7 separate regions of the Mus musculus genome follow, and all the other regions are linked to region 1. Evidence: chromatin contacts called from public HiChIP or PLAC-seq, capture Hi-C and promoter capture Hi-C data. All regions are on one chromosome and are shown on one strand. Each heading gives the region's core, a stretch centred on a gene start, on an enhancer-like site or on the middle of the called end of the contact. The rest is flanking DNA. Distances are from core to core; before and after follow the strand shown.

Region 1 (3,168 bases), core at 317-2,816:
GCTTGTGTAGGTCTAGCTGTTTCCTCCCTGCTACCTTCCCTGGGAGCCAAGGAACCGTTTGGACCATGCTGGGCCACATCGAGGGTCTGAGCTCAAGGCCTTGACTACTTTTCTGTTATTTATGTTGTAGTGTCATCTGAGCATGACATGATCATCACCACTGAGAGGCACAGTCACCATGGCTGCCCTCAGCCAGAAAAAAAAAAAAATAAGCAAAGCAGCCCAACAATGGCTAGATGTGTGGTAGTGGTGGTGAGGCCATTAACACATCCTCATGATAAAAGTAGAATCACAGAACCCTTACCGGAGGTTCCAGCCACCATTTTCTTATGCCCTGGGCTTCACATGGTTATGTGTATGTGTTTAAGTTTATAGGAGGTGGAAGGTTGAGCCATTATATCTGGCTTAGATTTTGTTCTTTTGTTTGTAAAGGTAGGATTTCTTTGTATAGCCCAGGTTGGCCTGGCACTCACTCTGTAGACCAGGCTGGCCTGGAAGTCAGAGACCTGTCTGCCTCCCCAGTGCTGCAATTAAGGAATTTGCCACTTATGTTCTTAGTAAGCTTCCTGTCCCCTGCATTTGGCCACTACGTTAGCCTGCAGAGGGCAGGTATGAGTTCTGGAACATCCTGGTATACATAAGAGCCTTTCTCACAAAAACAGAAATGCCATGTTATGAAGCTAGGTGGGGTGTCTATAATTCCAGAACTCAGGAGGCTGAATCGAGTTCCAGGCTAAATTAGGCTATGATGTGAAAGTCTATCTCAAATAACAATATCAGGCTGTGGTTAAGTGACTTAAGGCTACGTTTTTTGTTTCTCTCTTTACACAAAGCTCTAAACCTGTGAAAGAAACTCCAACAGTGGATGGAGAAAGGGATCCACTGTCCCTTGAGGTCCCAACTGTATGGATCTGAATTTGATAAAATGCCTCACGGTAAGTTTCGATGCAGGTACGTTTGATTTGACCTCAATAAAACATTGACTTTTGGCCAATTTGAAAGTCAAACGAGCCGGGCGGCGATGGCTCACATCTTTTGATCCACTCGGGGGGGCAGAAGCAGGCGGATCTTAGAGTTGGAAGCCAGCTAGCTCCAGGGCAGCCAGGGCTACACAGAGAAACCCAGTCTCTTAAAAAATAAATAAACAAACAAGTAAATAAAAATAAAAAGCCCAAGCAAAACCGTCAAAAGGCCAATGAGGAAGGAATTAGTGACACAGGGCGGCCCAAAGTGAACACAAAACTAAAACCCGCCGGCTACTAAATACATTGATTTGACCAGAACTGCTTGCCCAAGTCTATTTTAAACCACGGGTCGGAGTTCGAGTTGACAGAAGCCACGGGAAGTCCCTTGTTCCCGGGCTTGGTCGAGACCGTGGACGCCCTAGAATCCCGCTGGAGATAGCGCAGCCCGGATCCATCTGCGCTGCCCTGCCGCACTGCCCACGCAGAGGCAACCCTGCAAACCTGGCGCTCAGCCGAAGGTTTAGACAGACCGGAAAAGAAGCCTCGCCTCGGGCTCGCGCACAGAGGCGGAAGTACCGCCTCGGAGGCCTCCCATGAGCCCTTGCAAAGCGCGACGTAGCCGGAAGCTGCTGGCGGCTGGTGGGGGGATCTGAGCGCCTAGTCCAGCTTGGCACCTCGGCCGGACCCGACCTCCTGGGGGCAGCAGGTGAGTTTGCGGCCAGGACACCGGGCATCCGCGGACCCTCAGTTCCTTGCCCTTCCGGCTCTCAGATCACCCAGTTCCTGGCCCTGTAATCCTCGATTCTGCAGCCCTAGGCCCCTGGTCCCCCAATACCGTGACTGTCCGACGCCCCCGGTCTTCAGCCCTGACTTACTCCCCGGTGCCTCCCGCGTACCTCCCATTTCCCAGCTTCCTGGCCCCGGGTTCTCCAGTCCTTCGACCCGTGACGTTTTTGTTCCTCGGACCCCAAACTCCAGGATCCCAGTGTGCGGCCGTCCAGACCCCCCCTCCCCTGCCTCCCGGCCTGTGAGCTTTACCGCCCTTCAGCCTAGCGGTTGCAGGGACCTACGTGGCCCCTCAGCGCTCTGGTCCCGAGCAGTCTTGGACGCAGACTGGTTCTGCACTGCCCACTTTGTCGGGAAAGGGCCTCAGCCCTTCACTTCGAAAGAAGATTCTGTCCAGAGGTGCCGGTAAGCCAGGTTTTCTAACCTCAGTTTGTTTGATTTTTCCCTTCTTGGTCTCTGAAGTGAGTCCTCTGCGGAAGGAGGAAAAACAAAACATCTCAACAACAGACCCCCACAGGATCAAGCTTCTAAACTTTTTCTCAATTGTACCTGGCAATAGAATATACTGTATTTGCACTCTTAAGGCACCCACAAGTCAGAAGTAATATACACTGTTCCATAGCTGTGCAATGTTTAGAGCATTGAAGCCCTAACTATAGTTCTGGACGAGGTGATGATCTGATATCGTCTGTTCTTCAGAGTGAAGAAGCATAACTTAGACATGGGTTCTTTGTGTTCTCTGAACGGTTTTTGGTCACCCATACTGTGTAGCCTTAGGGCCAAGCTATGTCCCTAGATGTCCCCTTTGACCTCAGATGTACATCACGTCCCATTTAAGAAGCAAATGTTCTCTAGTGTGACATGTAGCTCACTAAAGTTTGAAATCCTTATTTGCTTCATTATCTACTAGGTATGTCTGCCTGAAGGAAGAGTATTTTGTTGTTTTTTTTTTCATTTCAGCTATTAAGAATTCTTAAGGGTGGGTGATATGGATACCAGGTAGGGGTGCTTGCCACAAAGCCTGACTACCTGAGTTTGATCCTGGTACTCACTTGGAGGAAGGAGATACTCAGCTCCCACCTTCTAGGCTTCTAGGCATGCACTTGTGAGCCCACCCAAGAAAGAAATCTTAAAAAAAAAAAAAAAAGGATTCTTGAGGCCTTCTTTAGGCTGGTTAAACTGAGAGATACTTATTTTCATGTTATTAAGCAACATTTAAGATGATTAATTTGAGCAGGGAAGTAAGTGGTGGAGCATGCCTTTGTTCCCCGCACTTGGGAGGCAGAGGCAGGCAGATTTCTGAGTTCGAGGCTAGCCTGGTCTACAGAGTGAGTTCCAGGACAGCCAGGGCTACACAGAAAAACCCTGTCTTGAAAAAACAAAAAACCCCAGACCAAACCCTAACTTCTCTCCAATA
Region 2 (3,168 bases), core at 426-2,925, 800 kb before region 1:
ATTTTCCAAACTGCTCCCAAATTAATTAAATCTTTAAAGAATGACTTAAAACATTTTATGTGTGTTTTGCCTACATGCATGTCTATACAATGTGTGTGTGTGCCTGGTGCTCACACAGGCCAGAAGAGGGCATCCGGTCTCATGGAACTGAGGTTCCAGACAGTTGTGAGCTGCCATATGGGTGCTGGAAATCAGACCTGGGGGCCTCTGCAAGAGCTGCCAGTGCTTTTAACCACGGAAGCATTTCCCCAGTCCCAATTAAATCTTTTAAATTGGTCTTGAACACTTGGCAGTTCTCCTGCCTCAGCCTTTTCAGGGCTGGGATTATCAGGCATGAGCCACCACACCTAACGAAATTCAAAGGTTTTTGTAGTAAAGCTGGAAACTGGGCCAGCGAGATGACTCAACAGGTAACATTGTTTGCCAGGCAAGTCTGGTAACCCAAGTCTGATCACAGGAACCCAGAGTGTAAAGAAGCAAGTTACTGAATGTTGTGCTTAGACTGCCACATGGGTGACACACACTTTTAAAAAAAGGAAACTACACAGGACAGAGTCCAACAAAAAGATGACAGACGCAAGCATGTAGAACTTACTGCATCAGAATTCCAAGCAGGAACTAAAGCGAGTGAGCCACAGTGGCGACAGAAATGCATCTTAGAGGCGGGACTCCCTCCAGCTCAGGCTGGCCTGGAACACGTTGGTGTCGGCGTCAGACAGTAGTAAGTGAGAAAAACTACTTTTCACCTTTGTTTCAGAAAAAGACCGCACACGTTTCACATATACACAGATGGTAACTTGTGGAGCATGCCAGAGAATTCAGCACTGCTTGGCCCTGGAGAGGGCTGGAGGGTGGGCCTGGGGCCTTAAAGCTGTCATAGAGGAAGCAAAGAAATGGAAGTGGTGTGTAAAAGAAACTGTGAGGACTCTTGGGCTTTACATTCTGCGAGCACCTCTGCCCTACAGGAAGGTGGTGGCACCCTACCTGACTAGCTACAAGCAGCCCTTAGACCCCACCCATCCGCGGTGCTCTGTGAACTTGTTCTTACAGCATTGAGCAACCCCATGCTACCTTCTCCACCCCACCTCCACTCCCCCATCCTGAGCAGCCGCTTGTACTTTCCTATAATGTATGTCAAATTAGCACAAAGTGACATGAAGCTGACACTTTCCTCGCTCTCGTGTCAAGAGACTACCTCCTACCTTTTAAACCATGTGACTATTTTATGTCTTGGGCCCTGACACCTCGCTCACCCAATAATGCAAATCAGACAGGCTGTCTCCCTGCGGTGTGGAGAGAGACAGGTCCATTCAGAACTAGATGGGTAACAGCGGACATCCGTCCCAGGGTACGTGTCACAGCTCAACCCCACGAGCACGTTGGTGTACGGTCCGGTGCCCATCACCCTGGTCTCGACCTCTGCAGCGCCGCCCCGCGGGGGCCCTTTCTGCGAGTCGTGGAGGCCGGGGCGCTGTTCCCAGCGCTGCCGCCAGGGGCCACCGCCGCTCCCCTATGACACAGCAACAATAGGGGCCGCTCTGGCCCGCGCTTCCGCCGGAAACAGGCCGCCGGCGCGGAGGCGGGCCGGATGCGATGGACGGTGACCAGGGCCAATCGGGACCTGGTCGGGGCCGGCCGCGCGGCTGACGGAACTCAATCCGCGGCGAGAGCGGCGGCGGGGCGGGCCAAGCACGGGCTTCCGGCGAGGCCCGGCAGGCGCCGAGGAGGAAGAGCGAGCCCGGACGGTGCCCCTAGGCCGAGTGTGAGCACCGCCAGGTAGGGGCCCGGTGGCGGCAGCGGCGGCTTAGGCGCACGCGGCTCCAGGCTGGGTCGAGCGGCGGGAGGACGGGACGCGGCAGCAGCCGGGGGGCCGAGTCAGTCCGGGCCGGCCGCCGGTGCCCCAGACGCGCCGGGGCCGGACGCAGCGAGGCTCCCTCCGCACGGGCGGGCAGTGACGTCGCGGGAGCAGGGGCTCCGCGGGGCTGCGCTCGGCCCTGCGCACAGCCCTGGCCTTGCGCAGCCTGGCGCGCTCCCGCTCCCGGGCAGTCGCGGGCCGACCGGCGTATGGGTGGGACATTGAGCACGCGACGCGGAACGACGGGCCTCGCTCTGTTTTTTCAGGATGACGACTTCAGGCGCTCTGTTCCCAAGCCTGGTGCCCGGCTCTCGGGGGTCTTCTACCAAATATTTGGTGGAGTTCCGGGCAGGAAAAATGTCATTAAAAGGAACTACGGTCACCCCAGATAAACGGAAAGGTCTCGTGTACATCCAGCAGACGGACGACTCCCTTATTCACTTCTGTTGGAAAGACAGGACCTCTGGGACCGTGGAGGATGTGAGTGCCTGTAGCCAGAACAGGCCAGCGGGGCAAGAGCAGGGAATATGGCTTCATCTTCCATAGATTAGTGTAGGGGTCCCAAGGTTGGCAGAGTGCTCCAGTCACTCTGTGAAGCCATGCACCCCGTGGTGACCATGGTTCTTAAGGTTTTAGCAGAGACAGCCTGCTGACAGGGTGATAGGGTGGGCTGGTGGCCTCAGCCCTGGCCTTAAACTTCCAGTCTTGTGGAGGAGTGTGCAGATATGACCCTCACCACAGCCTCGGGTAGTTTAGCGCTCTGAAGAGGCTGCTTTCCTTGGGGCTCTTTGTCTCCCAAAGTACATTGTTCTTTGTTACACTTAGGAGCAGCTAGCCAGAGTTGGTTGACCTTTTACTTCTTGGAACACAGTTCCAGAATGTTTCTGTTAAGTCGTCTGGTCCTCAGAGAGCACTTTTTCTATTCCTCCAGTCTGGGCCCTCTTCTGTTTGTCTTCACTGGGGTCTGAGACTTCTTGACTCCACCCTGTTATTGGGGTCCAGCAAATATTCAGGGACCTAAGCCTTGGTGGTACACACTTGTGTGCCTCTGTCTATCTGTCGTCTGACTGTCCTCCTTGTGTCGCCAGGACTTGATTATCTTTCCTGATGACTGTGAGTTCAAGCGGGTACCTCAGTGCCCCAGTGGGAGGGTCTACGTGCTCAAGTTTAAGGCAGGGTCCAAGCGGCTCTTCTTCTGGATGCAGGTAAGCAGGAGAGTGGTCTACTCTGTCTTTCCTTGTGATTCACTTGGGGTTACTTTCCCCACATTAGAAGGTGCTGACCTGGAGGGCCTGGTCTGGCTGCGTTCCTAC
Region 3 (3,168 bases), core at 307-2,806, 740 kb before region 1:
CACCACCGTTTGATGGCACCTCACTTCTGAACGCTCGCCTCAGACGGATCCTGCTCTGACTTGTAAAGCTTCAAAAACAAGTGTTTATACCTTCCCAGGCCTCAGTTTCCCTGTCTCTGATGGCCCACACCTGCTCTTACTCTGAGACTGCAAGGGAACCAGAGCGCAGGGAGCCCGGCCCTTCTCAACTCCCCCTCCCCACTTGGAGGCCCGAGAACAGGCGGGGTGGGCAGGCAAGGAGGGTGGTGGCCAGGTAAACCAGAAAACAGAACTGAATTCCTTCACCGCTCCCCTTTCTCCACCCCGACGAATCCGTTTTTTCAGCTATTCTTTCCCTCGCCAGCCTCCTTCCAGGAACGTGGAAGCAGGTCCCTAGAGAAGGTAGCTAAAGTTACCAGGCCCTAATGGCTCCCAACTCCTTAGGTCCCTAACGTGAGGCAGGAGTCCTGCGGGGGGGGGGGGGGGGACAACGTGGCCCACCTGCAGGCTCAGCCTGAAAGGCAGGGCTCAGGAGAGTCCTTAGGTACAGAATCCACATCTCCCGGGAGACTAAAGCCCCAGAGCCTACCACCTGCTGGGCAGGGGGCTCCTCCACGATGGCCCACAGGTGTTAGCGCTCTCCACCTCCTTCTGAAGTTCCCAGATCCCAAGCAAAGAAGCTTCTTCAACTTTTGGCTGAGACAGTGAGACCCAACACCAGGAGAAACCGGCGATGGTGCGGCTTCCGCGCTCATTCCGTCCCTATCCGGGAGGCCAACAGGTTCCTGCCTGTCCCGGGGTAACAAGGAGCTCCCGCCCCCTCCTCACAGTCAGCGGGCACCCTGGCCAAGTTCCGCCCACGCAGGGATCCCGGACTTACGGCTGCCGAGGACTGATCACCGGTCCCCTCCTGCCTAGGTCACCCCCCCACCCCCACCCCCGAGCTTCACCAGCCCCAGGGGCCCTTGGTCCGCGAGTCGGACACTTCATTGGCTCTTCCAGAGGCACGTGCCGTGTCTGCACGAGTTTCGGTAGCCGCATCAGGGTCCCCCTTAGTCCATCAAAACATGGGGCCAGGGAGTCTTGGTGGGAGAGTCAGTCCGTACTTACTCTCCCCAGCACTGGGAGCCCCTACGAGATGTCTGGGTTCCGGCGCTAGAGGTGGACCACCACAGGATGGTGTAACCAGCTCCTCCGTGCCGCGCTCACCTGGATTGTCTGATTGGGATCTCCGCCAGCCACCGGACCCCCAACCAGCTTGCAGTAGAGGTCCTCGGTGGGGCGTGAGACACTGCGCGTCGGGGCCTCCTCGCCGCAGGTCGCGGACGCGGTGATGCGAGCGCCCTCCGCCAGGTTGAAGTAGGGCGGGTGCAGGCTGAAGCCATCGCCCCCGGGAGTGCGCGCCTCGCCTACCAGCGCCAGTCCAGCCAGCAGCAGTAGCAGCGGCCGTGGCGCGGGGCTCCGGGGGCCAAGAGCGCCCGGTGCGCTCCCCGCGCAGAGCTGCCCTCCGCGCTTCGCCATTTTCCTGCTGGGGGCTGCGGCTCTAGGGACAGCGCGCACCGCAGGAGCCCGGCAAGTCTAGTTTGGGGCGGCCGGTCCCGCTGGCCCCGCCTGTCCGAGGACGTCAGGCCCCGCCCAGGCCCGCCTGGCGCCCGAGCCTTATGCCCTGGAGAGGGGGTTGGGGGAGGGCATAAGAGAGGGGGCGGCCTGGGGACCTTAACCCTTCCGACCCCGGCCAGACCAGCGTCCTGGAAGGGGCACCTGCTGGCCGCCCGCCAGGCCGCGGGAACTTGGCGCTACTGAGCCTTTCCTCTCTCCCAGGTGGTGGCTTCGATCCCCACTGAGACCCCTTGCTTTTTCCGTGGATGTTCAGGACCCCAGCATGCCGGGCCTGCCTCTACCCGCCCAGCGGCTCCTGTTTTTGTTTCCCTAACTTCAAACAGGTCTCAGCCACCTGGCGCCTCCCCGTTGCCCTAGCCTGTTACTCTCTTCCTTCCCTGTTGGTATTTGAATAAACTGTGTGTAGCTGTGGATGGGGACCCAGAGGAGATGTGATCTGCAAATGGTGGGGGGGGGGGGGGTGGAGAAGACCAGACAGGAGGAGACCCCCTACTTCCTCCATTGTTAGGTCGGATTTAGCCCTGTCTACCCCTTTGGGTTTTAAACTCCTCTGCAATAGGGGATCAATACAAGAGCAAAGAAATGACAGGCGCCCACCCATGGAGCATATCCAAGGATGCTCATTGGCCTATAGGTGCCACTCCATAGGCTCCTTGGGAAGCTAAGACTTTGCTTAGACATCTTTCTTTCTTTCTTTCTTTCTTTCTTTCTTTCTTTCTGTTTTTTTGTTTGTTTGTTTGTTTTTTGTTTTTGTTTTTTCGAGACAGGGTTTCTCTGTACTGTATAGCCCTGGCTGTCCTGGAACTCACTTTGTAGACCAGGCTGGCCTCGAACTCAGAAATCCACCTGCCTCTGCCTCCCAAGTGCTGGGATTAAAGGCGCTGGCCACCGCCGCCCGGCTTAGACATCTTTTAAGCAAGCCGTGCCTCTAGCTCCTGTGTTTCTGGGGTACAGTGGGCTCCAGTTGATCTGCCTGGCTGAGTTGCAAACATTGAACGTCCTAGAGGCTTAGCTAAGATGCTTGTGTACCTCATGTCTGCTTCAGCCACAGCCACTGGATTCCCTTCCCTTGGATTCTAGGACCAAACAGGAAAGCCCCCAGGGGTGTAGAGGTCGAACTCAGCAGCAGGGCTAGCAGCTCCCCTTATCTCCTAGCCAGGCCACCATCTCACGTTTTTGGGTAGGACTCCCATTCTTGCTGGTCCTTCTGGATAATCCCAAGGGTCCCAGTGAGTTCCTGAAACACTGCCATCATGTCCTGGCCCAGTTCTGACCCGTAATTGTCTGGAAAATTTGCACCATCCTCCTGCCCTCCTGACTAACCCCCCAGCCTCCTACAAATCTTAAACCCCAAGGGGCTGGGAGGACCCCAGTCTCCGTTGAAAATGCGAGGTCAAGACAAGCTGCCCTCCCTGGATGCTTCCACTTTCCCTCCCCGGAATTCCTCTATAACCTCACTATTAGTTTTCCACCTGGGGGAGGGCAAGGCAGCCGCTTCCCTTTGCTTCGAAGGCTTGGTGTGGGGGAGGGGCTGGCTCCAGAGAGGGCGGGAGACAGGGAGGAATCTGG
Region 4 (3,168 bases), core at 287-2,786, 730 kb after region 1:
AGTGAAATTTACCCTCCTGTAGCCCTTCATTCAGAAGAGGCCTTTTAGTCCTCTTTCTGTCTGATCTCTGTATACTGGGCAGCTTCACCACCTGAGGCTTTCTGAGATGGTGGGTTCTCAAGTCTCCAAGCAAGCGAATCAGGACACACAAGTAGCTTGGGTTGTACTTTCCAGCAGTTGAGTTTCTAGGGAAAAGGGGTGGGGTAGCCTGAGGTCTCCATGCTGTTCAAAATCATCCCTCACCTGTCACCCTGTAGAGACCATTCCTCATGGGGTCCATCTCCAGTCAGCCGACTGGACATGGGGTCTGTACGCTGGGTGCCCTGCCCCTTTTTCTAGCTCCTTGCACCCATCAAAGGTCAGTTGGGACCACCCATGTCGTCCAGGGTGCTCTTCACTACTGCCTCCTTTCTGGGCAAGGAGAGCCTAGAGTCTGAATCAGGGTTGTCCTGCTCCACATGCCTATTGGAGGGTTCCTTTCCTCCCCAAGCCTCCCAGGTATTGGCCTCCCAAGTCTATGCTAAGAGGCCAGATTCAGCAAATCTGGTCTCTGGGGATAGAAGCTCTCTGGTGAATGGCTGTCAGTGTTGCTCTACAGAAGCAAAAAGAATGCCCAAGCCCACCCAGACCAAAAAAATTCCAGGAAAAAAGTCATAACCTTTGGGAGGAGGACTGACCGGATCCGTTCTCACTTCCATCCAACACTGTCATTGTCCTACCTATACCTCCATGGCAGGGCCGGCCTCTCACCATGGCGAACCCAGCTGCCCAAGCCCACCTGTGGAATGGTAGGCCCCCACCCAGTTCCTGCTTTTTTGCAGGTGGGGTTGTCTGGAAGGCTGGTCTCCCCTTCACGGTCCCTCTTGCTGTCTCTGGCGCCCCCACCCCTTTCTTAAGGAATTCGCCATGGCGCCCAACTCACCAGCGACCTAAAGGCAGATGGGGGCGGGAGGGCCAGGTTCGGACTGGGCCCCACCCTGGCTGCCGAAGGGGCGTGCTCTAAAGCAGTAGGGATTTAAGTCAGACAGCAAGACGTACTCCCGGGCACGAGGTAGAAAGGCTCACGGAGTCCCCGCTCAGATGGGGCCGAGGATGCAGCATTCACCCTTATGGCTCACCGGGCCAACTGCTAGCGGACCCAACTCGAAGGGTGGGTAAGGTGGCAGGTCGGGAGTCTCGTCTGGCCCCTCCCCACCAAGCTAGCGGGCAGGAGACGCGGAAACCTGGGTTCTTCCGGCCCCCACCTTTGAGCAATCACTTCTCAACGCTCTGAGCTGAAGAAAAAGGGGAACCTTGCTGCGGCTCTCCCTCCCCCACGCGCAAGGGGTGGGTCTGGTCCTACTGCGACCTAGATCCACGTGGACCGGTCACTGAAGTCCGGGAACAGAGCCGGCATCTATATCGCCAGGGCCCGTCCACGGTCCGGCGCAGCACTCACCGCCGCGTCCCCGAGTCACGCCGCCCGCGCGCTCCGAAGTCCTGCTGGTCGCCGGGGAGGGGGCGCAGTGCGCAGGCGCCTCCGCGGTACTTCCCCAAAGAGAGGGGCCGGGACTTCCTCGAGCCCCAGCGCTTGCTCGCCCGCAGTGCCCCGCCCCGCGGCGGCTCCTGTGCCCCACCCGCGGCTGGCGTGTCGTCCCGCGGTAGCGTGGCATGGTGACCCTGAGGGGTGAGTCGTACAGAGAGTGGATTGAGCCGGCGCTCCATTCTTGTTAGCTGGGTTTTCCCAACCTTTATGTTGAACACCAGAGCTGAGCCCTGTGTGCTACTTGGCTCGCCAGGATTAGAAGAGGCCTGTGGGAAGGACTGGCCTGTGGTACTGCCCCGTCTGGTCCGACTCTTCGCCTTTCTGAGGCTAGTCTGTAACGTAGCATTAAGAGTCTGTCACTCTGCATTCGAACTTTGCCCGAAAGGGAGGTTCAGGGACTGCAGCGTAAAGCAAGTTCTTACATCAAATCACCCCGAATGTTTCTGGGGCCTGGTTGAGTCCCTTCTGAACTCTCAAACTGCTCCAAGATAGCCTTTACCACAAATGGCCTTGCTCTTTGGTCAACTCTTCAGATCCTTTGTCATTGGGTATAAAATTGAGTTAGTTCATTATCCCAGCATGCTTTGGGCCAGTGTTCATAGTGGTCCGTTGGGGCTCGTGGTTCCAGCACAGGACACACAGTCACACAAGTTGTTAATGCTCACATACTACATCATACATATTAAGTCAGGGATGCAAAGGAGATCCTTCACATGAGTTCTTCAGGCAGTGGGGCAGAGGCAGACTAACTGAACTGACTGCAGTGGACTAGAATGGGAGACAGGCAAGAAAGGGATGGGGTGAAAGGTGAGGAGACAGGATGTTGCCATGATGCTGAGGGGTCCAGGATGAAGAGAGAACAATGGGTGAGAGACTCCCAGGCTCTGAGGGGGGCTTTATGAGTTGACCACAGAACCCTTTGGCTGCCACGCTGGCGGCTTCCTAAGTAAGGTAGAGGCTAAGCACATCTGAACAGGAAGTTACTTTAGTTTAGATAATATTCCTAAGGTAGACACAGGTCAGAACATGGAGGCCCAGTAGACATGGATGAGTACCTGATGGAGGCCACAAACCAAACCTGATTCTGCAGTGTTTGGTGTGGGCATGACCGTGGGTAGAAGTCAGTATGCTTTCCTCTTAATTCCTTTTACCTGCCTGTCTACCTGTTCTCTGCCACCTTACATCTGCTTACCACACAATTAGCATCTTTCCCTAAGCACAGAGAATGCCTCTAAACCCAGGAAGGAGAGCAGGAGCACTGAACACGCGATGCCAGCGGGAATTGAACTGGAGCCCAATAAACTCTGCTTGAGAGCAGTGCCCCTAGGTCCTCACAAGCCCCACCTGATGGTGCGTGGGGCACAGGTTTTGTATTCCTGCAAGATTTCCTTCAGACAGAGGGATCCTATGCCGGCTTTCCTAGCTGCCTCTGTACACCTAGTCCCTCACTGGTATACAGATCCAGAGGTGCTCTTAAGTTGGTCTGACATTTGGTGTGGCGCTCCTGTGTCATTGGAGTGCTTTGTCTTTGTTCTCAGCCCTGTTCTGAAGTGCTTATGTGGGTTACTCGCTGTGTGGGACACTGACTGCAATGACCTTAGGCATATTCCAGTAACCCTCAGGAAGAAATGCACGGTCAGAAG
Region 5 (3,168 bases), core at 180-2,679, 710 kb before region 1:
CTATTAAAAGTCCTATCCAATCAAAATACACCACTGTGCAGCCCGGTCTAGCATGGAACCCCCCTTTTCTCTTATTAAAAGTTACACCTGCAAGGTCATTTGCTTGTGTTTTTCTGACCAAGTAGAAAACAGCCACTTTAACTCCTCTTCCCCACCCCCATTTAAAGGAGCTCTCTGTGAAAACAGGTGCTTGGGTAAGGTGTCTGTGCCTAATCTGAAAGATAACCCCTGCTGCGCGGGAATTTATTATTTTTTTCAAAACAGGGTTTCTCTGTGTAGCCCTGGCTGTCCTGGAGCTCACTGTGTAGACCAGGCTGGCCTGGAACTCAGAAATCTGCCTGCCTCTGCCTCCCGAGTGCTGGGATTAAAGGCGTGCGCCACCACGCCCTGCGCGGGAACTCTTAATGCATACATGACTACTGGTTTCCAGGTGTGAGGAGGAAAGTGTAGCCTCGGTTTCACCAGACCCCGTGACAGACAGTCTTGGAAGGTGATCACCAGTCAGTGTGCACATGGCAGGGAGGTTCTCCCCAAGACCATGTAACTGGGTGTATGTCCCAGCTCCAGACTGCAGCTCCAGTCCCAGAGAGATATCAGGCATAAAGTTCTACAGATGAGTGAGCAGTGGATTCACTCACGGAGAAATGTAATCTCAGGAGAGTCGTCAACAGCGTGGGCAGTCTTGTGTCCGGGCTGCTCTCTGACCTCGTAAACAAAGAGGCTTACTGAGCATTATGGTGACTGTGGTCTGGGAACTTTCCTTTTTCGAGACGGGAACTCAGTGTAGTCCAGAGTGGCCTCAAATAGATAATCCACCTGCCTCGGCATCCCGAATGCTGAGATTAAAGGCGTGCACTCTCAGGCCAGACTCACTTCCCTAGGCGTGTGGACCGGGTGGCGGCTGGAGCCAGAGGAGTAGGGCAGGGCCTGGGGCGAGGAGGGGCAGGATGGCAAGGACGCAGGGTGAGTAGGGGGTTCTTGAAGAGAATGAATGTGCAGCGGAAAGCCAGCGGTCCAGCTCATTTGATCCAACCTCAGTTTCCTCTTCGGAGGATTGGTCTTCCCGTTCCCGCCTCCCTCCGCCACGCTCGTTCCCCTCCCAGGCTCTGGCGGCGCCTCAGGTCGGTGGAGTCAGGGATCCAGCAGCGGCTGGGCTCCCTCTGACAAGCTAGCCTCGAGGGCGGCTGGAAGACAAGCCAAGTCCAACCTCTCCAGCGGAGGACGGAGGGGCTGGACTCCGCAATGGAGGCGGGGCCTGAGGAAGAAGGCATGTCTTGGCTGGAGGCGGAGACAGGGACCGATGCCTGTGCTTTGTGCGGAAAGAGCCAGGCTTTCTTTGCACCGGAAGCGGAAGTTAAAACACACAAACAGGCCTCCGGTATGGTGGATACGAGTACCCTGACCCGGAAGCACTTACCGAGGACCCGCCCTCCTGCCCAATAGTGCTGCGGAGGCACGAGCTACTTCCTTTCTGCGCTCTCGCTGGACAAGTGAGCAGGTAGGCCTCGGTGCGGGCTGTGTGCGAGCGGGGCCGGGCTGGGCCGGGCTGGGCGCAGTTGGGGAGGTCGCGGTCACATGGCCGAGAGTGCTTGCGGGCCATGGGTCTGGTTGGGCCCGCAGACTCGGAGTGCGGGCCTGACCAGTCTCAAGACCTGCGTGGTAACTCTGCAGGGACGGCCTCAGGATGCAGAACGACGCCGGCGAGTTTGTGGACCTGTACGTGCCGCGGAAATGGTGAGCATCTGCGGGCCCGTCATTCTCGCGCCCGCTTTCCCCGCTCCCATTCATCCACTGTTCTTTTGCGACCTATTAAACGCACTGTGCATCTCTTTACCCAGCTCCGCAAGCAACCGCATCATTGCTGCCAAGGACCACGCGTCCATCCAGATGAACGTGGCCGAGGTGAGCTGGGAACCTGACGGTTCCTGAGGGAAGGAATTACGAGGCCCTCAGGCCTCAGCCTGGCTCTTGGTGTGTTTACTAACATCGGGGTGAGGTCGAATCTTCCAACCTCTTTTTTTTTTTTTTTAACCCAGGTTGATAGGACCACAGGCCGGTTTAATGGCCAGTTTAAAACCTATGGCATCTGCGGGGCCATTCGCAGGATGGTGAGTTCTACCACCTGGTCTGCCTTGTACTGTTCATGTGACATCTGAGCTCTGATGGTGGTGTCCTTTTCTTCCTGTGGGAATGGTTTTGGGCTTAATAGTGCATGCTCTGCCTGCTAAGCAGGGAGCCAGCTCTGTGTGGATACTCAGGTATTTATTTTTAATTTTAAAGGGCGAGTCAGATGATTCTATTCTCCGATTGGCTAAGGCTGATGGAATTGTCTCAAAGTAAGTGTGGGGGACAATCTCACATTGGGGTTGAGTGGCTTGGGACTTCCCAAGAGATACAGCTTTTAATACTACTTTTTCCCCTTTGTTAGGAACTTTTGAGCAGAAGAAATCGGGAATTTGTTACAAATAAAAGTTTTAAGTACCTGTGACAGTTAAGTCTGCTTTTGCTGTTTTTACTATGTAGGGCTGGTGTTTTTATTGTGACCAGAAAAGGGCCGCACACTTACCTGAAAGGAGACAAGCAAGGAAGTATGTTGCAAAAACCAGTTTTACTTTAACAAAAACATTTTAACACCTTCCATTCATAACCTACTGGACATACACCACATTCTGAGGTCTGACACAGCTGTGTCCTGTTGAGCGCTGCGGGTGCAGCACCAGGTCTGTGGCATTGGGTCACAGTCCAGCTGGACACCATGGATATACCTCAGATTTCTGGACTCAGTCTATAGGACTCTGTTTAGCCCGTGTTTGGTTTAAGGGTTGGCTTTAACAGTGCTCAATACCACAAACCAGCAGCTCTTAGCGAAGCTTAGGAAGGACTAACAGCAGACCAGCTTGGTAAAATGAATACACCTTACTACATCTAGAAGCTTAAATAACATTTATCCCATCAGTCAGCCATATATATCTAAGTTCATTTAAAAAAAAAATGATGGGGCTGCCCTGAAGATAACCTGTTTGCAGGAACGACTTATTGCACCTAAAGATGCTCTGAGAACGTGGCATGCTTACACCAGCATAAGCATGGACAGGCTAAAACGTATTTACTATCCTTTGAGCTCCTGTCTGAGCTGTTACTGATCCGATAGACCTAGGTGGTCGGTGT
Region 6 (3,168 bases), core at 176-2,675, 690 kb before region 1:
AGGGAGCTGAGCAGGCTGAGACCCACATGGTGCTGGTAGCTACGGCCATCTGGGAAGTAAGCATAGCCAGGGAATGGGGGAGTAGTGAGGAATAAGAGCTGTCCTGGGCTAGGATGAAGGATCCTAGGATCCAGGCAGGGGAGGCAGAACAGTTACATGTTGCAGACCCTGAGTCCAGCAGGTGTGGGACAGAGGGCAGGGAGGTGGTCAGGTGTATAAGGCCGAGTAGAGATGAGACCAGGTAGGTAAGACCCTGGCCCACAAGCTGAGTTGGGCACACAGCCTGTAAAAAGTGTTTGTGAGTCTCTGTGTAGGGTAGCCAGGGGAGGGATGTGTCTAGAGTCAATTAGACCAAGGGAACTCCGAAATCCATATTCAGGGGACTTTCAAGGTAAAGAGCTGACCCCATATCCAGGAGCTGACAGCTTTAGTGGGACTTTCAAGGTAAAGAGCTGACCCCATATCCAGAAGTTGACAGTTTTAGTGGGACTATCCCTTCCCTCTGGAGGCTGACCAGCTTCAGTTAATCCCAAACTCATCTCCTGTATTCTGGACTGATGCTGCCACATCACCTCAGTCCCAGTCAAGGACAGACGGGACTGCGAGCCTCTCTGACTCTTGCACGCTGCGGTGATGGGCCCTCAAGTACCAGAATGAAGGATCCCTGGACCACCCTGGCTCCTGCATTATGGGCTGAAGAACCCTCTTCCCTAATTACCCGACACCTTGATCTTGGGCTGGTCATCTTGACCCTGTGTCCTGGGCTGACCATTCCGGTTCACCCAGACCTCTGAGTGTTAAGTTGATGGGTACCAGGTGACCATACCTGTGTGCGGGGTGAATGGACCCACCTCATCCCAACCATGTCCAGGTCTGCCGAGCTTGTGGCTTACCCGAACCCATAGGTCAACTACCCCACAACCTGGGAGGAGGGACCTGGCTCACCACCACCGGTGCCCCGGGCTGCCAAGGCCATAGGTCACACAGCCGGAGTGCTGGTTAGGCCTCTAGGCCACCACCCTGACCCCAGCGTGCAGCCGCCCCCGTCCAGCCCACTCACCTTTGGCGCTGCCCGTCCAGGCCAAGGCCGGCGGGCGCCGTCGTGGGGCTGAGCAGGCCCTGGGGCGCGGGCCTGGCTGGCAGCCCCGGGAGGCCTCCAGGTGGAGCGGGCGGCGGCGCGGGCGCCTCGCGGGCCTCGGTGGGCGGTGGCGGCGGCGGCGCTGGCTTCTCGCCTCCGGGACCCAGGCTCGGGGGCCGTCCGTCCAGGGAGATGTTGTTGAGAAAGAAGAGGGCGGCCTGACGGCGCCGGGAGTCCCCGCGCCTCCGCGGCACGGCCGGCGGGTTCCGGGCGGCCGGCGCGGGCCTGGAGGGGCCGGGGGCCGGACCCGGGGCTCCTCCCGCCGCAGCCGCGGCCATGCTCGAGTGCGCCGCCGCGCCGCGCCGCCGCGCAGCTGCCCATTGGCCGCGGCGCGCTTGCATGCAAATACCACCCCGTCACTCCCGCCCATTGGCCGCGGCGCGCCCATATGTAAATATAGTTCCGCGGTTCCTGTCTATTGGTTGCGGCGCGCCTGTATGCAAATACCACCCCGTCGCTCCCGCCCATTGGCCGCGGCGCGCCCATATGCAAATATAGTTCCGCGGTCCCTGTCCATTGGTTGCGGCGCGCCTGCATGCAAATGAGGCTCCTCTGAGCCCTTCGATCGGCTAGCGATATGTGGCTTGCCCCGGCGCTCCCCTGAGTCCTAGAGTCTTCTGTCTGTTGTAGGTTTGGCGTGGCTAAACACGGCAAGGTCGGTAGGTGCACGGAACCTGTGTCCTGTTCTCCCGTCCAGGACTCGGTGTACAGGGCACCCTTCAGCGAATGTTCATTATGGGCTGCAGACTCAGGGTGCGGGCCTGTTGTGGTCACTTGCTCCGGGGTGTTCCCTCAGCCCTGGGGTTCTTCTGGGCAGGTATCCATCCATGTTCCACCAGAGCCTGTAACTTCCGGGCTGTGCCGCCTGGCCTCCTCACTGACTGCTGAAGACACCCGTCTATGGTCTGAGGGCAGCTGACATCTCAGTTGCCTCATGGACGTGGTCTTGAGTCTGCATGATACTGGAGTTTCAGTTTCCTTCGTGGAGGATGTCCAGGACTCGAGTATACAAACCCTTCTGGCTCAGTACCGTGTGTGTATGTCGGCCCTTCCCTGTACAGAGTCTTCACCCTACCATCACCTGCTCTTTCCAGCTCCCAACCTATGTGGACTTCTTATCTTTCTTTTGTTTTGTTTTTCAAGTCAGGGTTTCTCTGTATAGTGTAGACCAGCCTGGCCTCGAACTCAGAAATCTGCCTGCCTCTACCTCCCAAGTGCTGGGATTAAAGGCATGCGTCACCACTGCCCGGCGACTTCTTGTCTTTAAAGTGTTTGATGGATCATTGAAGAAACACAAAGGAAAATCTCCCCAATGTTCTTTTTGGTCTATGGTCACTGCCTGCTCTGGTCCTGTGGCTGCTTAAAATGGGTGCTGGAGTGGAGTTGGTTGAGGGAGAGAGATCCCTGGGAAGTGGCTTCTTTCCTTGGGAGAAGCCATCGGTAGTGTTACCTATAGGAGTTCATACTGCCAGTTCCTTCCCTGCTTTTAAGGCTCAGGCAGGCTGATTCTGTCAGACACCCCCCTCTATCCATGGCATCTCCCTGTCATCCCTGAACAAGTAGGCTTACCCTTACTCTGTTCTGACCCCCCTCTTCTCCACTGCCTTTTCCTAGCTACCCTGCCAGGAACCAGTGACAAGGTGGACAGTTTTCCTGTCTAGTAGAACGCAGGGCTTGGTCCATTGAGTGGTGGGCACTCCCAGAGAGAGTAATTTCTGTCAGGGGGTCATGGTGTCTGCTGACCTGGGGTGGTGTCCTTCACACTCAGGCTGCTTACCTTTCTGAGTTTTGGTCTCTGGTAGTATGAGGTGCTAGCTGTATGACTAAGCTGCTTTGGGATGGGTAATTGATCGTGGCTAACAGAAGCCACTGTCTGACAGGGATGACAAGGAGGTGTGCTCCTGGCAGGGTACCATGAGTGTGGACATAGCCCTAGAGCTAGACCCCAATATTGGCAGACAAACCTGTGAGGTGATTGAGGGACATTTAAACAGGAACTTGGCCTCTTCCTGGGTGTGGTACTGTGGGTT
Region 7 (3,168 bases), core at 415-2,914, 630 kb before region 1:
TCTACTGGCTGGAGGTGGGTAAAAGGCACAGGGGCTGTCCTTGTCCCACTAACTGTACTAGGTCAGCTTGAGACCTGTCTGGGGCTGTGAATCAGGGGCCCAAGCTTCCAAGTAGCTGGAGGCATGGTTTCAACAAGGCCCAGAGGCTGCAAACAGAGCTTGGCCCTCTTTGCTGTGTCTGTTCCTCAAAAAATACTCAGAAAGCCAGACAAATGATTCCACGATCAACAGTCTTGGAATCCAATCTAACCTATGTTCCTGTGAGGTATGGAACTCTTAAGATGGAACGTTGCAGAACAAGATGGCTGTGGTGACTTTATCAAATAATCGCTGTTTTAAGCTTTATAAAATTCATTTTCAGCTCCGCTCATGCCTGTAAACTCAGCACTTTGGAAGGCTGAAGCAGGAGGTTTGCTGTTAAGTTTGGAACTAGGTTGTCTTAAAACCAAAAAATACTTTCCAAAACTTCCCGTGAAAACTTTTTAAATGTAGGTTCCAAATCGACATAACCCAGAATGCTTTTTTTTTGGGGGGGGGGGGTTGGTCGGGTGAAAAGCAGAAATATATTATTTTCTTGCTATTGTGCTGAGAAAAGAATTCTGTATCGAGCGTTTTTCATCGTATTGTGTTTCATGAAGTTTCCTGTGTCCTAGCAATTCTAGGCGGGAATCTGCGTGGTCGGACTAGGCAGAAAAGCCCTGACTGCAGAAGAACGCATCTCGGATTTTTGCATTTCGTAGCGCGCGGGTTTATTGCTGCGCGCCTTAGTTTTAGAGCCAGGTCCACCGGGCAGCCCCAGCCCGGTACTCACCGAAGCTGGTCCTGCGGCCAGGGAGGCCACCAGGGCGAGCTTGCAGACCGTGCAGGATGCTGCTGTCGAAGGCTCCGGAGGTCCACGAAGGGGCTACGTCGGAACTCATGTATGCTGGGTAGGTTGTGGGGTACGAGGCGCCCATGGGTCTCCCGAGCGGGGTCGGGTACTGTTCGCGAGCCAGCAGCGCGCCCTGGAAGGCGCCGCCGTCCCGGACCCCCGCGCTGCCGCCGCTGCCCGACCCCGGAGGGCTGTGAGCGAACGGGAAGGTGGTGGCTCCCGGTGGGTGTGCGGCTGGCGGGTGCGGGCTTCCGGAGCCGAAGGCTGAGGAATCAGCGGCAACTGCTTGTGTCCAGCTGGAGTGCGCGGCGAGCGCGGGAGCCTGCGAGCCCGGCTCACACGAAGGCAGGTACGGCAGCATGGAGGGCATGCGAGTGGGTGCCACGAACACCGGGGAGCCGGTTCCCGAAGAGTGCAGAAAGGCTCCGGAGTCGGCGTAAGTGCCCTGGCCGGGGCTCTGGGCTAACGCCAAGCTTTGGTACATTTTTTTTCCCCGCGCGAGCTTGACCTGCAGAGAAGAAAGACGGGCAGACGTCTAGGGCAGGATCACTGGGCCCCCTCCATCAGCTCTTGCGCTCGCCCGGGGCAGGTGCTGCTGCTCCGCTTGGGCACTCCACTTTTTTGAGTCGGTTCACCAGGGCAGGTCCCGGGCTCCTCTGGGTGGAATGACAGGGTTAGATGAGGCGCAGGACCCTAGGAACGAGGTCCTTGCCTTGCGCAGAGATCGCCAGCCAAAGCCCTCACAGGAAGGCGCGGCGTTGGCCCAGGGAGGGTGACCGGTGGGTTGTAGACTGGGTCTCCACAGAGCCGCTCTGTAGGGAATCCCGGGAACTTGGGCTGCCCCGCCCCCGCCGTGCCGCCCCTTCTCTCTTCTAGTCGGTCCCTCCCTCCGCTCAGGGTCAGCGCCGGGGCTCCAGCCGCGGGGCCACGTGACCCGAACAGGCTCTGCTGTCCGGCTTTGAGACCACAGCTCGCCCGCGTACCCTCGGCTGAGCCCGAACAAACAGGGGGTGGGAGGAGGCTGAGCGCGAGCACTCCTGGGACAGCAGCAGCTCTGAACCGTCTAGAACTTTGTTGCTACGGTCACGGGTGCCAGTCCTCGCCCCACGTCTATTCCGAGCTCCCGCCCAAAGCTGGTTTAGTGTCCTGTGGCTGAGGCCCTTCTGAATCTAGGGACACAAGGTGCTGGAGCCAAGTTGGCTTGCGATTGATTCCCCCTATACGCCCGAACCTACGTGGGAATCTAGCTTCAATGGCAACCGCAGGGCTCAGGCTGCTATTCTCTCACTGGGTATTTTGTTCATCAGCAATGACTCGAAGTCCACCAGGAACCCCACAGTACTGAGTTTTTGAACAAGGAGGACCACTCGCTGTTTGACCAGCGCCAGCGAACTCTGAGTAGAGTCCTAAGGCCACAATTGAAGACTGTTAGACTCCAAGTCCCGCGGCTTTCACAGGCTGAGGAACTTGGCAAGAGTCTCTTTCAGCAAGAGACTGATGATAGAGCACCTAGCTCAGTTTTGTTGTGACTTATGTCCTCCGGCTTACCTTACTAGGAGTTCCAGATGAAGAGTGGCCAGAAGGTGCAGCAACCCCGGAGGGCTCGAAGATGGCAGCGAATGTTTCTCACTTTCTCATGCTGGCCCCCCCGGGTGCTGCAGACAGATACGTGGGTGAGGCAGGAGCTCCTGAGATAAGGGAAATACACCTACTAACCTTGAAGTCAGTGTCCAGTGTTTCTGCCGCTCAGCGCGGGATTAGTTTATTAGTCAGAAAGGAGTGAACATTGCCTGCACACTGGTGTCCACGCAACCTGCTCTCTTCAGCGTGTGGAGATCTAGTTGTGAGTCACAAGTGGAAGTGAGGGGGGCACCCTGGGCCTGGGGATGGTACAGACTGTCCTGACACAGGCCCCAGAATCTGAGCCATGGAGGTGCAGAGCAGAAGCTGACTTCGGGTAGTCGTGGGAAGGGGAGCTTGCCAGTGCTTCCTGCTTCAAATTACCTCCCACTGCATTCTCCTGGCCTCCCCTTTTCCTCCCTCCTTGAGGTGGGGGCTGAGTCAGGGCTCTTGGTTGATGCTTCCAGCACTGACTTCATGGTTCTCCTTTCTGTGGGATGCGCAATACTTGGGTCTCCAGTCTTGGCATCCCTTTTCCTCGGAACTCTTTAGGCTTCCATTGTGCAGGTCTTCCTCTTTGCAAAGCGTCTTGGAGCAGGAAGGACGTCCAGGTGCCCATCTTGGGAGACTGCTGGGTGCAGTTGGCATTGACCAGTGGGCAGCACGGCACTCCAGCT

Evidence for each region. Promoter capture Hi-C pulls out the DNA fragments that hold promoters and counts their contacts. HiChIP or PLAC-seq counts read pairs in DNA pulled down with a chosen protein or histone mark. Capture Hi-C pulls out chosen DNA fragments and counts their contacts.
Region 2: a contact with region 1 is called in a capture Hi-C map of macrophages, with 4 times the contacts expected there. The contact joins the promoter of Adrm1 here to the promoter of Arfgap1 in region 1. A contact is called at or near these places in 3 of 39 promoter capture datasets (cranial neural crest, liver and pre-B cells), 1 of 115 datasets of contacts at active chromatin or transcription factors (bone marrow-derived macrophages) and 3 of 9 other capture datasets (embryonic stem cells, liver and macrophages).
Region 3: a contact with region 1 is called in an H3K27ac HiChIP or PLAC-seq map of extraembryonic endoderm stem cells. The contact joins the promoter of Lama5 here to the promoter of Arfgap1 in region 1. A contact is called at or near these places in 2 of 39 promoter capture datasets (cranial neural crest and liver), 1 of 484 Hi-C or Micro-C datasets (embryonic stem cells) and 4 of 115 datasets of contacts at active chromatin or transcription factors (embryonic stem cells, extraembryonic endoderm stem cells, large pre-B cells and 1 more).
Region 4: a promoter capture Hi-C map of liver shows a contact between it and region 1, with 2.9 times the contacts expected there. The contact joins the promoter of Rgs19 here to the promoter of Arfgap1 in region 1. A contact is called at or near these places in 2 of 39 promoter capture datasets (liver and pre-B cells), 1 of 15 datasets of contacts at CTCF or cohesin (large pre-B cells), 5 of 484 Hi-C or Micro-C datasets (CD8 T cells, LSK cells, neutrophils and 2 more), 7 of 115 datasets of contacts at active chromatin or transcription factors (bone marrow-derived macrophages, embryonic stem cells, extraembryonic endoderm stem cells and 3 more) and 3 of 9 other capture datasets (adipose tissue, liver and macrophages).
Region 5: a contact with region 1 is called in a promoter capture Hi-C map of pre-B cells, with 3 times the contacts expected there. The contact joins the promoter of Rps21 here to the promoter of Arfgap1 in region 1. A contact is called at or near these places in 1 of 39 promoter capture datasets (pre-B cells), 3 of 484 Hi-C or Micro-C datasets (the G1E-ER4 cell line and uterus) and 8 of 115 datasets of contacts at active chromatin or transcription factors (bone marrow-derived macrophages, effector CD8 T cells, embryonic stem cells and 3 more).
Region 6: a promoter capture Hi-C map of pre-B cells shows a contact between it and region 1. The contact joins the promoter of Cables2 here to the promoter of Arfgap1 in region 1. A contact is called at or near these places in 14 of 39 promoter capture datasets (the 3T3-L1 cell line, 3T3-L1-derived adipocytes, the HPC-7 cell line and 8 more), 7 of 484 Hi-C or Micro-C datasets (CD4 T cells, CD8 T cells, the G1E-ER4 cell line and 2 more), 10 of 115 datasets of contacts at active chromatin or transcription factors (bone marrow-derived macrophages, embryonic stem cells, large pre-B cells and 4 more) and 3 of 9 other capture datasets (adipose tissue, embryonic stem cells and liver).
Region 7: a promoter capture Hi-C map of erythroid cells shows a contact between it and region 1, with 7 times the contacts expected there. The contact joins the promoter of Gata5 here to the promoter of Arfgap1 in region 1. A contact is called at or near these places in 5 of 39 promoter capture datasets (embryonic stem cells, erythroid cells, liver and 2 more) and 2 of 115 datasets of contacts at active chromatin or transcription factors (embryonic stem cells and pancreatic cancer cells).

Annotation. Positions count from the first base shown.
Region 1 is chr2:180,965,659-180,968,826 of GRCm38.p6, forward strand. Arfgap1 (ADP-ribosylation factor GTPase activating protein 1) reads left to right here and starts at 1,567. Exons shown (of 14, transcript NM_145760.3): 1 at 1,567-1,671; 2 at 1,944-2,156.
Region 2 is chr2:180,169,913-180,173,080 of GRCm38.p6, forward strand. It overlaps Adrm1 (adhesion regulating molecule 1), which reads left to right and starts at 1,676. Exons shown (of 10, transcript NM_019822.3): 1 at 1,676-1,776; 2 at 2,122-2,335; 3 at 2,944-3,060. The coding sequence starts at 2,123. Gm29886 (a long non-coding RNA gene) reads right to left here and starts at 1,338. Exons shown (of 4, transcript XR_867152.3): 1 at 1,254-1,338; 2 at 596-871.
Region 3 is chr2:180,224,303-180,227,470 of GRCm38.p6, forward strand. Lama5 (laminin, alpha 5) reads right to left here and starts at 1,557. Exons shown (of 79, transcript NM_001081171.2): 1 at 1,189-1,557. The coding sequence starts at 1,500. It overlaps Gm52542 (a long non-coding RNA gene), which reads left to right and starts at 317. Exons shown (of 2, transcript XR_003953984.1): 1 at 317-381; 2 at 637-2,012.
Region 4 is chr2:181,692,441-181,695,608 of GRCm38.p6, forward strand. Rgs19 (regulator of G-protein signaling 19) reads right to left here and starts at 1,537. Exons shown (of 6, transcript NM_026446.4): 1 at 1,439-1,537.
Region 5 is chr2:180,255,950-180,259,117 of GRCm38.p6, forward strand. It overlaps Rps21 (ribosomal protein S21), which reads left to right and starts at 1,430. Exons shown (of 6, transcript NM_025587.2): 1 at 1,430-1,498; 2 at 1,672-1,734; 3 at 1,839-1,902; 4 at 2,037-2,108; 5 at 2,281-2,336; 6 at 2,429-2,495. The coding sequence starts at 1,685. The coding sequence ends at 2,438. Cables2 (CDK5 and Abl enzyme substrate 2) reads right to left here. Exons shown (of 10, transcript NM_145851.2): 10 at 2,590-3,168. It overlaps Mir3091 (microRNA 3091), which reads left to right and starts at 1,587; the gene lies at 1,587-1,662.
Region 6 is chr2:180,272,040-180,275,207 of GRCm38.p6, forward strand. Cables2 (CDK5 and Abl enzyme substrate 2) reads right to left here and starts at 1,426. Exons shown (of 10, transcript NM_145851.2): 1 at 1,061-1,426. The coding sequence starts at 1,416.
Region 7 is chr2:180,333,015-180,336,182 of GRCm38.p6, forward strand. Gata5 (GATA binding protein 5) reads right to left here and starts at 1,665. Exons shown (of 6, transcript NM_008093.2): 1 at 812-1,665. The coding sequence starts at 1,355. Gata5os (GATA binding protein 5, opposite strand) reads left to right here. Exons shown (of 5, transcript NR_045877.1): 1 at 1-14; 2 at 654-929; 3 at 1,168-1,307.